Regions from separate parts of the Mus musculus genome. Here region 1 is linked to region 2. A link is a contact called in public HiChIP or PLAC-seq data. All regions are on one chromosome and are shown on one strand. Each heading gives the region's core, a stretch centred on a gene start, on an enhancer-like site or on the middle of the called end of the contact. The rest is flanking DNA. Distances are from core to core; before and after follow the strand shown.

What was found. HiChIP or PLAC-seq counts read pairs in DNA pulled down with a chosen protein or histone mark.
Region 1: an H3K27ac HiChIP or PLAC-seq map of embryonic stem cells shows a contact between it and region 2, with 3 times the contacts expected there. The contact joins the enhancer-like site here to the promoter of Fam178b in region 2. A contact is called at or near these places in 7 of 39 promoter capture datasets (the 3T3-L1 cell line, the C10 cell line, embryonic stem cells and 3 more) and 5 of 115 datasets of contacts at active chromatin or transcription factors (astrocytes, embryonic forebrain, embryonic stem cells and 1 more).

Annotation. Positions count from the first base shown.
Region 1 is chr1:37,408,465-37,415,136 of GRCm38.p6, reverse strand. It overlaps Inpp4a (inositol polyphosphate-4-phosphatase, type I), which reads right to left. Exons shown (of 26, transcript NM_030266.4): 26 at 4,397-6,672. Among named protein-coding and RNA genes, the nearest start is that of Coa5, 18 kb to the left of the region's middle. Within about 2 kb of position 5,301, at least 12 of the 459 cell types and tissues checked have an H3K27ac peak or open chromatin away from gene starts, as enhancers often do. A contact at or near this core is called in embryonic stem cells, where this site is marked.
Region 2 is chr1:36,680,472-36,686,840 of GRCm38.p6, reverse strand. Fam178b (family with sequence similarity 178, member B) reads left to right here and starts at 3,694. Exons shown (of 16, transcript NM_001372417.1): 1 at 3,694-3,973.

The DNA.
Region 1 (6,672 bases), core at 4,052-6,551, 730 kb before region 2:
GAATTGGGAGAGGATCGTTCCAGATCGGAGGGACCAGGCTGTAGGGGATAAGGTAAGGCAGGGAGGGAAGATAAAGATCTAAGTGGTCTGATGGCATCTGCTGATAGTTGATCCTAGTTGACTTGTCTGAGTGGCCCCCAGGGTTAGTAAAACGCCACTTCTGAGTGTGTTAGGAGGACACTTTGGATATGACGGATACACAGAGGAACTGCAAAGGCGGGCCAGGAATGTGGGTTGAGGCCCCAGATGGAAAAGAACCAGAGACAGAAAGTCAGACAGTGGCCCAGACTCTAGCAAGTGTCTATTGCTGCTGCACTGCCTGCAAAGATTAGACTCAGACCAGCAACTGCCCAGGGAGCTTACCGTCCTTCAGTGCCATACTCAGACTGTATCATTGGTCTCTCGTTCTGAGGCTTCCAGCTTTGCCACCACCACCATGGGATAGGTTCTCAGCCTCTTCAGAATGTAGGAAGCCACAAGCTTCCAATTGCATAAGACACACACACACACACACACACACACACACACACACACACACACACACATTCCTTTCTGTGGTCCATGGCTGAAGCTTCCCAAAACAAAGACAAGTCTTTATCATGGGCTGCCTGACTTACAAGTTTTCCTCCTCAGAGGATATCATTTAAAGCGAATATTCTGGATGAGAAAGGATGGGATCCTGTGACGTGGTGGAGATGAGCTAAAAGGGGGTCCTGAACTCTCCAAGTGTGATGGTTTGACAGGACTGTCTTTCCGATGCTACAGCAGCACCCAGACCTCTGCCCGAGGATATAATCTACATCACCTGTAGAAACAGTAATGACTTTCCCTGAAGAAGCCGCTGAGAGACATTGTGGCCATCCCACCACACATTTATTTGTACCTGGAGACCTACAGTCTGGTGAGGTACACAGTGTGACCCCGAGGTGACTATACGGAAGAACTTAACTTTCCTAATTCAAAAAGCAGAGTCTGGGCAAATATGTACAGGGATGTAATTTAAAGGCATGGGATAGAAGCAGAACAAAAACTAAGGGCCTGGAGAGATGGCTCAGCCATTAAGAGTACTGACTGCTCTTCCAGAGGTCCTGAGTTCAAATCCCAGCAACCACATGGTGGCTCACAACCATCTGAAATGGAATCTGATGCCCTCTTCTGGTGTGTCTGAGGGCAGCTAGTGTGTATTCACATAAATCATTTTTTAAAAAATTACAGTTTTTGGGTGTGGTGGCGCACGCCTTTGATCCCATCACTCGAGAGGCAGAGGCAGGCAGATTTCTGAGTTCGAGGCCAGCCTGGTCTACAAAGTGAGTTCCAGGACAGCCAGGGCTACACAGAGAAACCCTGTCTCGAAAAGCCAAAAAAAAAAAAAAAAAAAAAAAAAAGAAAGAAAGAAAGAAAGAAAAAACAAAACAACAAAACAAAATTACAGGGTTTTTTGTTTGTTTTTGTTTTTTTTTAAGAAGAAAGCTAAATCAGATTGAATTGACTAATAGGGATCCTTTCAATAGACATTCTTGGTTTAATGTTGGGTTTATACAGGTAGTGAAAAGAAAGATACTATTTATTTAGTTAGCCAAAATATGGACCAAAGAGTAGCCTACTTTACTGTGTGCGTGTGGGGGTGCTGGCAGTGCATGGTTGCAGGGCCGAGGGTGTTGGGGAAAGAAGGAGTGGGAGAAAACCCGAGTCCCGCCATAGCTCCAGTGCTCTGGGCGGGTGGACGTTTTCTAAATGGCCCTGGGTGGGTGTCTGGCTGTGTGAAGCCACTGACCCCACTCAGCAGGTGGTGGACAAGGGGCAGCCCCAGGTATCAAGTTCCAGGCCATCCCAAGCTGGATATGGCAGAGGAGCTGAGAACAAAATGGCCCCCTCAACACACACACACACACACACACACACACACACACGGCTCATTAGCCCCAGGGCTGAAGGGAGGAGAGGGTAGTGGGAGAGGGGGCACTGGATGGTTCCCACGCAGGCGAGAGTCCTTGGTCAGGTCCATGGCTGGAGCACAGGATGGCCTTCTTGCGGGAGGTTAGAGGCAGCTCGTTAGAGGAAAGCCTATCCCATCGTTCAAGCACAGTGGGCCTTGATAATCAGAGACAGTCTATGGTTTTAGAGCTTTATTGTAGAAAGGCAGGGAGAAAGGAGAGAAGGTAGAGAGAGAGAGGCTGCCCATGGCCACATGGAGAGAGGGAGGAAGGGAGGGAGAGAAGGAGGGCTAGAGAGGAAGAAAGGTGAGGGCTTAAAGAGAGTGAGGAGGGGCCAAGCAGCTCCTCTTATAGTAGGCTGAGCTATCTTGCTGTTGCCAGGTAACTGTGGGGGTGGAGTCTAGCCAGAATACCAGAGGCTTGGGACATTGTCTGCAAGGCTGATAGTCACAGAATTATGGAGTTGGGGGCTCTGTGGTTTCAGGCACCTCATTCTGGGAACTCGGCTCGCCTTTCTGCCCCTTGTAGAGTTTTCTACCAGATCACCAGAACAGGCCCCATTCCACCAAAATAGGCTGCCTATCACAGTCCCACACATGGTTTCCCTTGGTTTACTGTTGGTGGAGGGAGTCAAAGGCTCAGAGAGTGAACCCGATCACGGGGGAGGGGGCGGTGGGGGGGGGGAGCAGGGGTAGGGTGGATAAGCCAGGATAGAAATCAGGGTCATTCTTCAGACTAGCGAAAGGAAGTATGCCCAGAAGCCTGTCAGCATGCTGTGTATGAGGTATGTACGTAGAACACCAGGGTCTAGCTGGATGTCCAGAGGAATCTAGACTCAAGTCTGGGACAACCTAGAAATGTAGGAGACATTAGCATGTAGTCTTATTCTATAGGATGGTCATCCTAAGGAAGAAGAAAGTTAGAGGGGGGCCTAAGAAACATCATAAAAATCAGCAGCAGGCCAGGCGGTGATGGCGCACGCCTTTAATCCCAGCACTCGTGAGGCAGAGGCAGGCAGATTTCTGAGTTCGAGGCCAGCCTGGTCTACAGAGTGAGTTCCAGGACAGCCAGGGCTACACAGAGAAACCCTGTCTCGAAAAACCAAAAAAAAAAAAAAAAAAAAAAAAAAAGGAGCTAAGTGCTCTCCAGCTCAGCTCTTCAGCACTTTTATTTATTTATTTATTTATTTATTTATTTATTTATTGTCTAAAGTAATACAGAGGAGTCACAGACTGGCGACAGACACCGGTCTTCTAGGCTCCAGGTAATTATCACAAAGACTGCTGTTAGGCCCATATGAGATTCAGAGTATGCGTGCACAGGTGAGGTTTGGGGAATGAGGACATCAGTATTCTTATGCTACTCCTCAGGGACCAGTATCCTCACTTGAGTGGTGACAGCAATATGGTTACTGTTAGAAAAGCCTTCCTAGGCCATGGAAGAAGAGGGGCCCTTGCAATCCAGAGCGTGCATAAGTGTGCTCTCCTACCCAGAGTCAGCCATTAGGCCCTGAAAGGACAGCATGACTGACCAGGGCTGACTGTGCTGCTGCTGACCCCCATGGGTGGCCGTCCTGGTCAGGTCCATTTGCATCCAAGGATGCCCCGGGCAGTGTAGTGTCCATAAACAGAAGCTTCCGTATCTATCTCTCATCTGCTCAGCGCCCGTGGGAATGAACTCCCAAGCTTTCCATTTCCCCTTAGAAAACGTAGCATACTTGACTATCTTCCTTCCTGATCTTAACATACCGGGTCACACGGGCCTTTAAGGAGAGGGTGTATTTAAGTGACAACTGACAGGTGGCTCGATGGGAACGCCAGTTGCTGACACACCTGACCATCTGAGCTCACCAAGACTCCCCGTGGGAGGAGAAGAGAACTGACTCTTAGGAGCTGACCTCTAACTCTGACATGAGTGTATGGGGACACCAGAAACACACACACTCATACACACACACACACACACACACACACACACACACACACACATATGCATACACTCATATACATAAACCACCTCACATACTCCATACATACACATACATGCACACTCACACACTACATATCCCACACCCGCATACAAATAGATAAATAGTATTAAAATGCATAAATATTATCATATACCACAATAAATAAATAGCATTAAAAATGTATAAAGATAGCTTCAGGCACCTATAAGAAGCTATTTCTCCCTCTTGGGATCCTTAAGAGCAAGTTTAGAATGAGCCAGCCACTGGGAGCTGACTCCTGTACTCCCACCTCTGTCCCCCAGTTGATGATGTCCCCATTCTTAACCATACACCTTAATTCAAACTTGCTAAAAACATGTTTAAAAAGACTGTAATCTCTCCTGACCCCCACTTGCAGGCTTCTGAGCCCTGGCCCCCAAGCCCAGGCATGACTACCAGTCTGGCGCTGGCTGGAGGACATCCTTGCAGTGTAGGAGACTGAATCAAGTGAGACTCAGTTTAATGTTCTTGTCAGTTTTATTATTTATCATTCTAAAGACAAGCACATTTACAGCATACATGGCTTTGAATAAGCTAAGAATATATAAAACAGTGACTATATGTTCATATATATTAATACTGTCCCAAACAAATAAATAAATAAAAGTATTTAAATGCACTAAGCTGGGCAAATCCAAGTGTCGGGAGAGGAAACAGTTCTGTACAACATCTTTACATCTTTAAAGGACAGTAAAGGCAGCTGAGCTGCAGGAGCTCTGACAGGATCCGCACGGCATTCCCAGCTGACCGGAGACTGCACGTTCCTTTAAATGGGGATAGAAGCAGGACGGGCCGTCTGGAAAACTCTTTTCCTCCTGCAGGGAACAGCTTGGCCCCTGTGCGCAGCCCAGGAGCTTGCTGAGCCCACGCTGTGCGAGATGACCCTTCCAGGCATGTGTGAGGCTCTGGAAACCAGTCACAAAGCCTTCAGAGAAAACACTGAAGCCACAATCTTTTCTGTGATTAGCCAAGTCTTAGAGTTTTACAGTGATTCATATTATAAAACAGAAACGGCGAAAAGAGTTCCCATCCAGAAGCCTACGGATGCGTCAGCCCCGCCCGTTCCCTTTGTAAGTGTGGACAGGTCAAATGCCCTTTGGACAGAAAGGAAAGCTGGAGAACGTGGGAAACATTTAATTCTAAAACCTGAAGAAATATTTCTAAAAGGCAGTGATGTCAAAATGAGCAAAACCAAACAAACAAAAAACAAAAGACTAAGAGTAAATGAACCAACCAAGAGTTAAAAGGCTCAACCAGCCACACTGAGACTCAGCCATCTTTGATCAGGCCTGGGGCTTCAGGCCAATCTGATACCAGCAGAGCAGGCCTGGGAGGAGGGTTAGGGGAAGAGAGCTTCCTGGCTCTCACCTTCCACAGCCCTGCCTAGAGGGTGGGGCAGTGAGCCACACCACCCCTTAGCAGAGCACATCTTCCTCCCAGCAGGCAGGGGAGACAGGAGGCTGTCTGCACTTATGGAGAGGGATGCCTGCACCCTCCCTGACTCTTGCCAAGACTGGTCCTGCTTAAGCCTCAAATGTCCCAGATCCAAGCTGTTACCTGTTTCTAAAAGGAGCCAAAAAAAAAAAAAAAAAAAAAAAAAAAAACAAAAAACAAAAAACCAAAACAAAACAAAAACAAAAAAAACAAAAAAACAAAACAAGAAAAAACTAGCTAGACTTCTCTAAGAATCCCATGGTGGTCACAGACCATTAGTATCAGTGTCATGAATACAGTCCAGATACACTTCTTTTTTACAGCCTTTTAAATAACATATAAACAGAATTACGATGAACAGAACCTATAAAACATAAATCTCTAAGGAAAAGAATCTGCCACGTGCAGATAAGACTCATCATCACCTTGTAAAAGATGAACAGACTAAAGTGTATGAAATCCCTCATTTCCTGTCCCATAATCTCCTCTTAGACTCTCAAGGTAGGGGACAGGTTTAACTGTTTCTCAATAGCTGTGAAACAGAAGGGAGACTTAACCATCATTGCAAACCAGAAACTAAGACCCTTTCTCTAGACATTCAAACATAATATACAGCCTCTGGAAGATTATTAGAAAGTTCCCAGAAGCACATTTATTCTGAAAATATCTAAGTTTCGACTGTCTCTCCGGCTCTAAATCTCCATCTGGAGAGTTGTCTCCCAGACCCATGACAAGCCACATTGAAGGTCCTGATTGCCAGAGAACAAAGGGAGATACACCCTGTGGGGTAGAGCTAAATATACATGGAGCATACAGGGGTGGAGGTGGGGTGGGAAGCAGCGTCCAGGGACCTCACAGCTGGCTTTACATCTCAAGCAAACACTCATCTATGACTTGTAAGGGGCAGGAACAGTGTGGCCCCAGGTGTGTGAGCTCCTGATATGACCAACCAAGCTTTCTTTCTACTTTGGGTTTCACAGAACCTGGCGGCCTTTGAGGGCCACTAGAACCAGCCTCTCTCATAGCTTGGAGGTTCTTTTCCCCCAAGCTGAGTTAACATCTACTGTTCTACCAAGGACCTGAAGTGTAAGGGGGTAGGTACTTCCTGTTTTATATTCAGTCCTTTTTAAAGCAGAGTTTAAGTCAATGCTCACCTGTGAGTTACTGAATAGAAAAATAAACGGGGTGAGCAGGGCTAAGTGGATATTTGAAAAGTCTGCTGGAGTTTTAGCAGACCTAGCTGGCATCTAGGAACTATGACATTAACGGTACAGTGACAGCTGAAAGCTGGTGTTG
Region 2 (6,369 bases), core at 2,445-4,944:
AACCAGCCTTGTGGGGCTGAACAACTAGATTCTTGGACTTCCCATTCACAGCTGACCAATGTTGGGGTAGTTGGACTGCAGCCTGTAAGTCACACAACAAATTCCCTTAATATATAGAGACATTCCATAAGTTCAGTGACTCTGGAGAGCCCTAACTAAGACAGTTACCTCTTCAGAGATTGTGATATTCTTACTTAGGGGAACTGTTTGTTTTTCTGATTCTTACTGAATATTAAAGCAATTATATTGAGTCTTCAGGACCAAAGCCAAGGCTGGTTCTTAAGTCAAATAAATATTTCTGCCTTAAAATCTATTTGGTATAGTGTGTATGTGTGTGTGTGTGTGTGTGTGTGTGTGTGTGTGTCTGTCTGTCTGTCTGTCTGTGGATCTGTGTCCTTAGTATGGTCAGAATCACCAAAGCTGAAATGGTAGGGTCAAAAGGCTCTTCAGTGGGCTGGAGAAATAGCTCAGCGGTTAAGAGCTCTGAGTGCTCTTCTAGAGGTCCTGAGTTCAATTTCCAGAAACCACACAGTGGCTCACAACCATCTGTAATGGGATCCAATGCTCACTTCTGGTGTGTCTGAAGATGACAGTGTATTCACATACATATAATAAATAAATCTAACAACAACAACAAAAAGCAGCTCTTCAGGTTTAGTTCTGCTGCTTATGATACAGCTCTGACCTCTGGTGGCCCCAGAGGCCCTGGACACCATTGGAACATGCATGCTGGGCAAGTTTTTAATTATAGCAGGGATGGGCTGGCGAGATGGCTCAGTGGGTAAGAGCACTGACTGCTCTTCTGAAGGTCCTGAGTTCAAATCCCAGCAACCACATGGTGGCTCACAACCACCCATAATGAGATCTGATGCTATCTTCTGGCGTGTGTGAAGACAGATACATTGTATTTATGTATAATAATAAATAAAGCGCCGGACAGTGGTGGCACACGCCTTTAATCCCAGCACTTGGGAGGCAGAGACAGGAGGATTTCTGAATTCGAGGCCAGCCTGGTCTACAGAGTGAATTCCAGGACAGCCAGGGCTACACAGAGAAACTCTGTCTCGAAAAACAAAACAAAAGTAAATAAATAAATCTTTGGGCTCTAAGCAAGCAGAGCCAACCAGAGCAAGTGGGGTTGACCTGAGTGAGCAGAGGTCCTAAAAATTCAATTCCCAACAACCACATGAAGGCTCACAACGATCTGTTCAGTTACATTGTACTCATATACATAGAATAAATAAATAAATCTTTTAAAAAAAATTATAATAGGGGTGAGGAGTAAACGTGCCTCGGGCCTGCTAGGCCTGACCCTAAGGAGCCTCTGGTGGTGTGAGGAGGAGAGCTGCTTGGAGCCAAAACCCTTTCACATCAGAGTGAAATGTTTTTATGCAGACACCACAAATCCAAAATGGGTCATGTGAAATTACTGCCAGCATGGAGCCTGGCTACCACTGGGCTCAGGGGGTTAGACTAAGATGCTTATTGAAAGCATCTATTATTTTATGGAATGGAGTCAAGCGTGACAGCTGGGCAGTCAAGTCAGCCCCTACCCCTTTTTCAGGTGCCTCACTGAAATTTCTGTGAGAGCCACTGGGCACCTGGGATTGTCACTGGTAAGGGTTGTGCCAGGGCAGTGAGAGGAGTTTGTGCGCCGCCCCCCCCATTTCTACCATTGAGCTCCACTGGCATTCAGAGGGACAGCCTAGACCCTGAGAAAACCTTTGATATCCAATGTGGAGGGAAGCACCCCTCCCCTCCCTCCAGCACAGAGAGCAGAGGGAACAGATCAGGGAGGTTCTGGGAGGACAATTGCGGAGTACTCAGCCAGTTTGGGCAGTCCCTGCTTCAGCCTAAACTTTAAGGCCTAAAGCTACCTGTTTTACTGTGTTAACAGAACAAATCACAGTCATGGGTGGTAGCTAACCTGCATAACCCAGCATTTAGGAGGCTGGGGAAGGGGCTGGAGAGATGGTTCAGGGAGTAAGAGCACTGACTGCTTTTCCAAAGGTCCTGAGTTCAAATCCCAGCAACCACATGGTGCCCTCACAACTACCTGTAATGAGCGCTGACGCCCTCTTCTGGGGTATATGAAGACTAATAAATAAATAAGGAGGCTGGGGAAGGAGACTTGCAGTGAGTTCAAGACTATGTAGTGAGTTCCAGATCAGCCTGGGCAGAGAGAGGGAGGAGAAAAAGAAAGGGATTAATTTTGACTCATAACTTAGTAGTCTCACACATACATGTGGTTACCCTGGAATAAAATCCAAGGAAGCAGATTCTAAGAGGAGAAAGAGTCAGCAGGCCTCCAGGGTATGAAGCAGTCCGGCTTAACAAACTACCGTTTCCACTCTTTCCAGAATCCCTTGGATGAATTCAAATGTCCTAAAGACACAAAACACGGGGAGTCCCTAAACAGAATGGAATCCCTTACGGGGAAAGACGGGCCAGTAGAAACAGCCCCAGGGTCAAGCTGGGCTCTCAGAAGCCTATACAGTAGCTCTGGGCCCAGCAGGTGGCCCTAGAGCCTGTTTCTTATCTGGAAACTGGTCAGGTTACCAGCACCCTCTAGCGGGCTGCAGACAGCTAACGCGCGGTTCCGTTTCTGGAAACAGTTTATCCACTGAGTTATCCTTTGTGTTCTCATTTGGTTGGGCTTGGCTCCGTGCCTTTCTATTAAACTTTCAAATGGTGCTCTTTAATAGAAACCCGCCCAAACATTTAAGATGGCCTGCGCTTTCCAAAGAACAGTAAGGAGTTCAGAGAGGACCGGGCTGATTCCTTGAGTAAACCCAGCTCTTCATAAGGCTGAGGCAGGAGAATCAGATATTTTAATTGGAGTTTGAGGTCAGCCTGTGGTACACAGTGACTACCTGTCTCAAAAACAATTAATGAAATTAAAAGTAAAAATGCTTGTTGCAACTGGAAGTCGGATGAATTGACTAGACCATTAAAAGAAAAGAGGAAGACTCCTCCAGCATACTAGGACAGCTGTGATCCTGCCCATACCATCCTGGTCACCAAAGAAGGGCTCCCTCCAGAGACAGAATTTGCTAAAATTCCAGAGTCGGGCTGGCAAAATTCAGCTCTACTGCCCTCTTGCCTGGAGAACAGGGCCAACAGATCATTAATTAGCTACAAGTAATGCCTAATTAAGTACTGGTTCCTCAAGTGTGTAGGGCACAGATTTTCATGGAAGACAGGTCTGGCTGAGGCTAAATCAAAATGACGCATATAAGTGGCCTCTCTCAATGTTAGTTATTGGGCCAGGGCTCAACCAGTGTTGGCTGTCAATCCGCAGGGTTGACATCCCTTAAGCTGCCTCTCCTTCACGCTTGCATACTCACACAGAAGAACGCCCAGAACAGGTTCTCAAAGCAGCTCGTGGCCAACATTCAACAGCGAAAGGCGTAGAGCTATGCACCACTAACTGCGGCGCCTCGACTTTGGAAAAGTCCCGTCGTTAGACCGCTGAACGTTAAACTGCGCATCCCGAGTTCAAATCTCCTTGCCTTCCCTTTGATCTTGGGCCACAAGCAAGCCCTCCGCATCCGCATCTGGAAAACCCAAGGCTGGCTGAAATTCAGAAGCTGAGTGGCGCGGGGTGATCCGGGCGCGCGCACGTGGAGGGGTTGCCACGCGACCCGAGGGCGCGTAGGGGGTTGCCACGTGACGGGGTGGGGAGGAGCACGTGAGAGGTCACAGCCTGCCCTAACGGTGAGTGCGCTAGGCCTGGCAGGCTCGGTTGGGCCCCCGAGAAGGTCCCTCCTCTCGACTGTCCCTGCTGACCTGGCCCCCCACCACCGTGGTCTCCTGCTCCAGCTTCTTGTGCCCCATCTTCTGAGGCTGCCTCGGAGGTTCCTTCCCGTGCCACGGCTTCCTGTGGCTGCTCTTCAGGTTCTTGAGTCCAGGGCTCCCATGAGTAGGCCTCCATCACAGCCCGCGGGGTAGGACCAAAAGCTGCCTTTTACCGGTAAGTTCCTCCGGGACCACAATTTCCTCACCCGTGAGTGATCCGGGCCTGGGAGGCCATGTTAGCGCGGTTGCCTGCATCCTTCTGTTTTCCTGCATCTGGCTCAGGGTTAGCCCTCACTGGTAGGCCAAGCCCCACCCACCCCTCCATGTTGTCAGGTCAGCCCACATGAACAGAATCCCACAGCCCTGTTCTGCCGAGCATGCTGTACGCCAAGGCCTGGCGTGATGGTTTCTTTTTGGGGTGGTGTGGCCTGTCCTGTTTTGTTTCTTAATGTTTCCCGGGGCATAAAAATGAGTTGTTGTCTTTCCGGAACCATCGGCTGTTCTCAGACCCGGCTTATGCTTAGTTTGATAGATGTAAGAGTTTTACAACGCTGGGGTCTGCTTAATTTTTCTTAGAGAATGACACTCCGATCTTCAAGTCTTTCAGCTTGTGAGCTGGGGCCTCCCTGCCACTGCCCTCGCTAGCATCCCTAGCCAATAAATATTTGTTTAAAAGAAGACATAGAGCATGCTCCTGGGAGCAAAGCATATTGCTGCAGCAGTATTAGGGAACTCGAGGCAGCTATAATTTTCCACGTTCATCATGACTGTTTGGACATTGATGCTCAAAGCGCTTTGGAGTTTCTATATTTAGTATAGAAAATAGTATATTCTTATTTTCCAAGGATCTGTTCTTATTTTCGTTTCCATAAAGCCAAGAAAAAAGAAAGATAGAAAGGTGGGAGGTCACGTGTTGAAAGCACACCATGAGACCGAGATGGAGAGTGGAGAGAGTCTTGGCTATGTGTGATTTGGGAAAAGCACTAACTCGGGAGAGCATGGTGGCCCTCCTGCTGGCCATGTTGGCCCTCCTGCTGGCCATGGTGCACACTAACCAGGGGACCTGAGGCCTCTCTGTTAGACCTTCATCTCCTGTGTTCTAGCCTGGACACCTAACAACTCCTCTTTCTGATTCTAAGATGTGTGTTTATTCACATGGAGACAGCGCTGAACTTGGGTCCCATAATTGCCTTCCCTTTGTCATCTTGTCTTAGCAGCTTGAAAGTCACCGGTGTCCTTGAAATCATTAGCATCTCTGTCAGCTGCGTTGTTGATTGAGTGATTTTAGGTTTCTGATTTGGAGACTCAGGGAGAAAGAGTGAGCTGCTATCAGACTGGATTCCAAGATCCTTGGACTGACTTCTTTGGAAATGTTTATGTAGTCAAGAAATGTGAGCCAAAGGATAGGTTCTGAAAATAGGCATGTATAATGTGTGTGTGTGTACATGTTCTTTTGTGGATAGAGAAATGCCTTGGAGTGAAAGGTATTTAAAGCAGCCAAACTTAGCTGCCCAGCAAGCAGCAGTCCCAGTCCTTGGGTCTCAGACTTCTGCTGCTGCAGCTACTTTATGAGTTATTAGTACTCGGAGCTCACCTGGACATGATCTTTCCCTCCCATGCCACCGTGTGTGTGTGTGTGTGTGTGTGTGTGTGTGTGTGTGTGTGTGTGTGTGTGAGTGTGTGAGAGAGGGGGGGGGGCGGTGTCAGGGGTTATGTACATATACTGGCAGGTACCCACAGAGGCCAGAAGAGGGTAGCAGGCCCCTTGAACCCAGAATTGTAAGCAGTCAGTTATGAGCTGTCTGATGCGGATGATAGGAATGGAACACAGGTCCTCTGAGGAGCGCTGGAGCTCTTTACTACTGCGCCATTGCTCCAGCCCTGTTTCTTTTGTTTCTAAGTGAGCGTGCCAGATGAGCTTTGGGGATTTGGCCTACTTACTACTGTATTGTAAGCTGGCTTAACGATTGTGCTCCCAGTGAGGTTCACTAATGAAGCTGCAGGATATCAGAGGTACCAGTCAGCAGCACGGGTTGTCTGTGGCCGGTGGTATGTTTAAACAGATGGGCATGGACCAAGCCTAAGGCTAAGGGTCATCACCCTGGTCTCTGTCTTGAGAGAAAACACACACTAGACCCCAGAAGGCCTTGTGTTCTGTGGATTTGACTCCTGCTGGGACCACTCATGGATGACTTTTTAGCTTCTTCTAAAATTAGATTCTTTTAGCATGTAAATCATAGCTAACATGGCCATGGTGTGTACGGACGTCGCCCTTCCCACCTCTGGGATCTCCCTGGCTCTCAGATGAAGTCACAACTACTGTCACCCCCACACCAGGTGGCTGGTTTTGCTTTTTCATCTCTTTATGCTTTGTTTTGTTTGAACAGGGTCTTTTTTATGTAGCCCCTGCTGTCCTAGAACTCGATGTGTAGATATGTAGACCAGGCTGGCCTCAAACTCACAAAGATCCATCTGCCTCCCCCCCCCCCCCCCCCGTACTGGGTTGAGGCATGTGGCATCAGGGCCAGCTTTGCTTTTTTATCTTTGAGAATGACTTTGGGGTGTCATTTT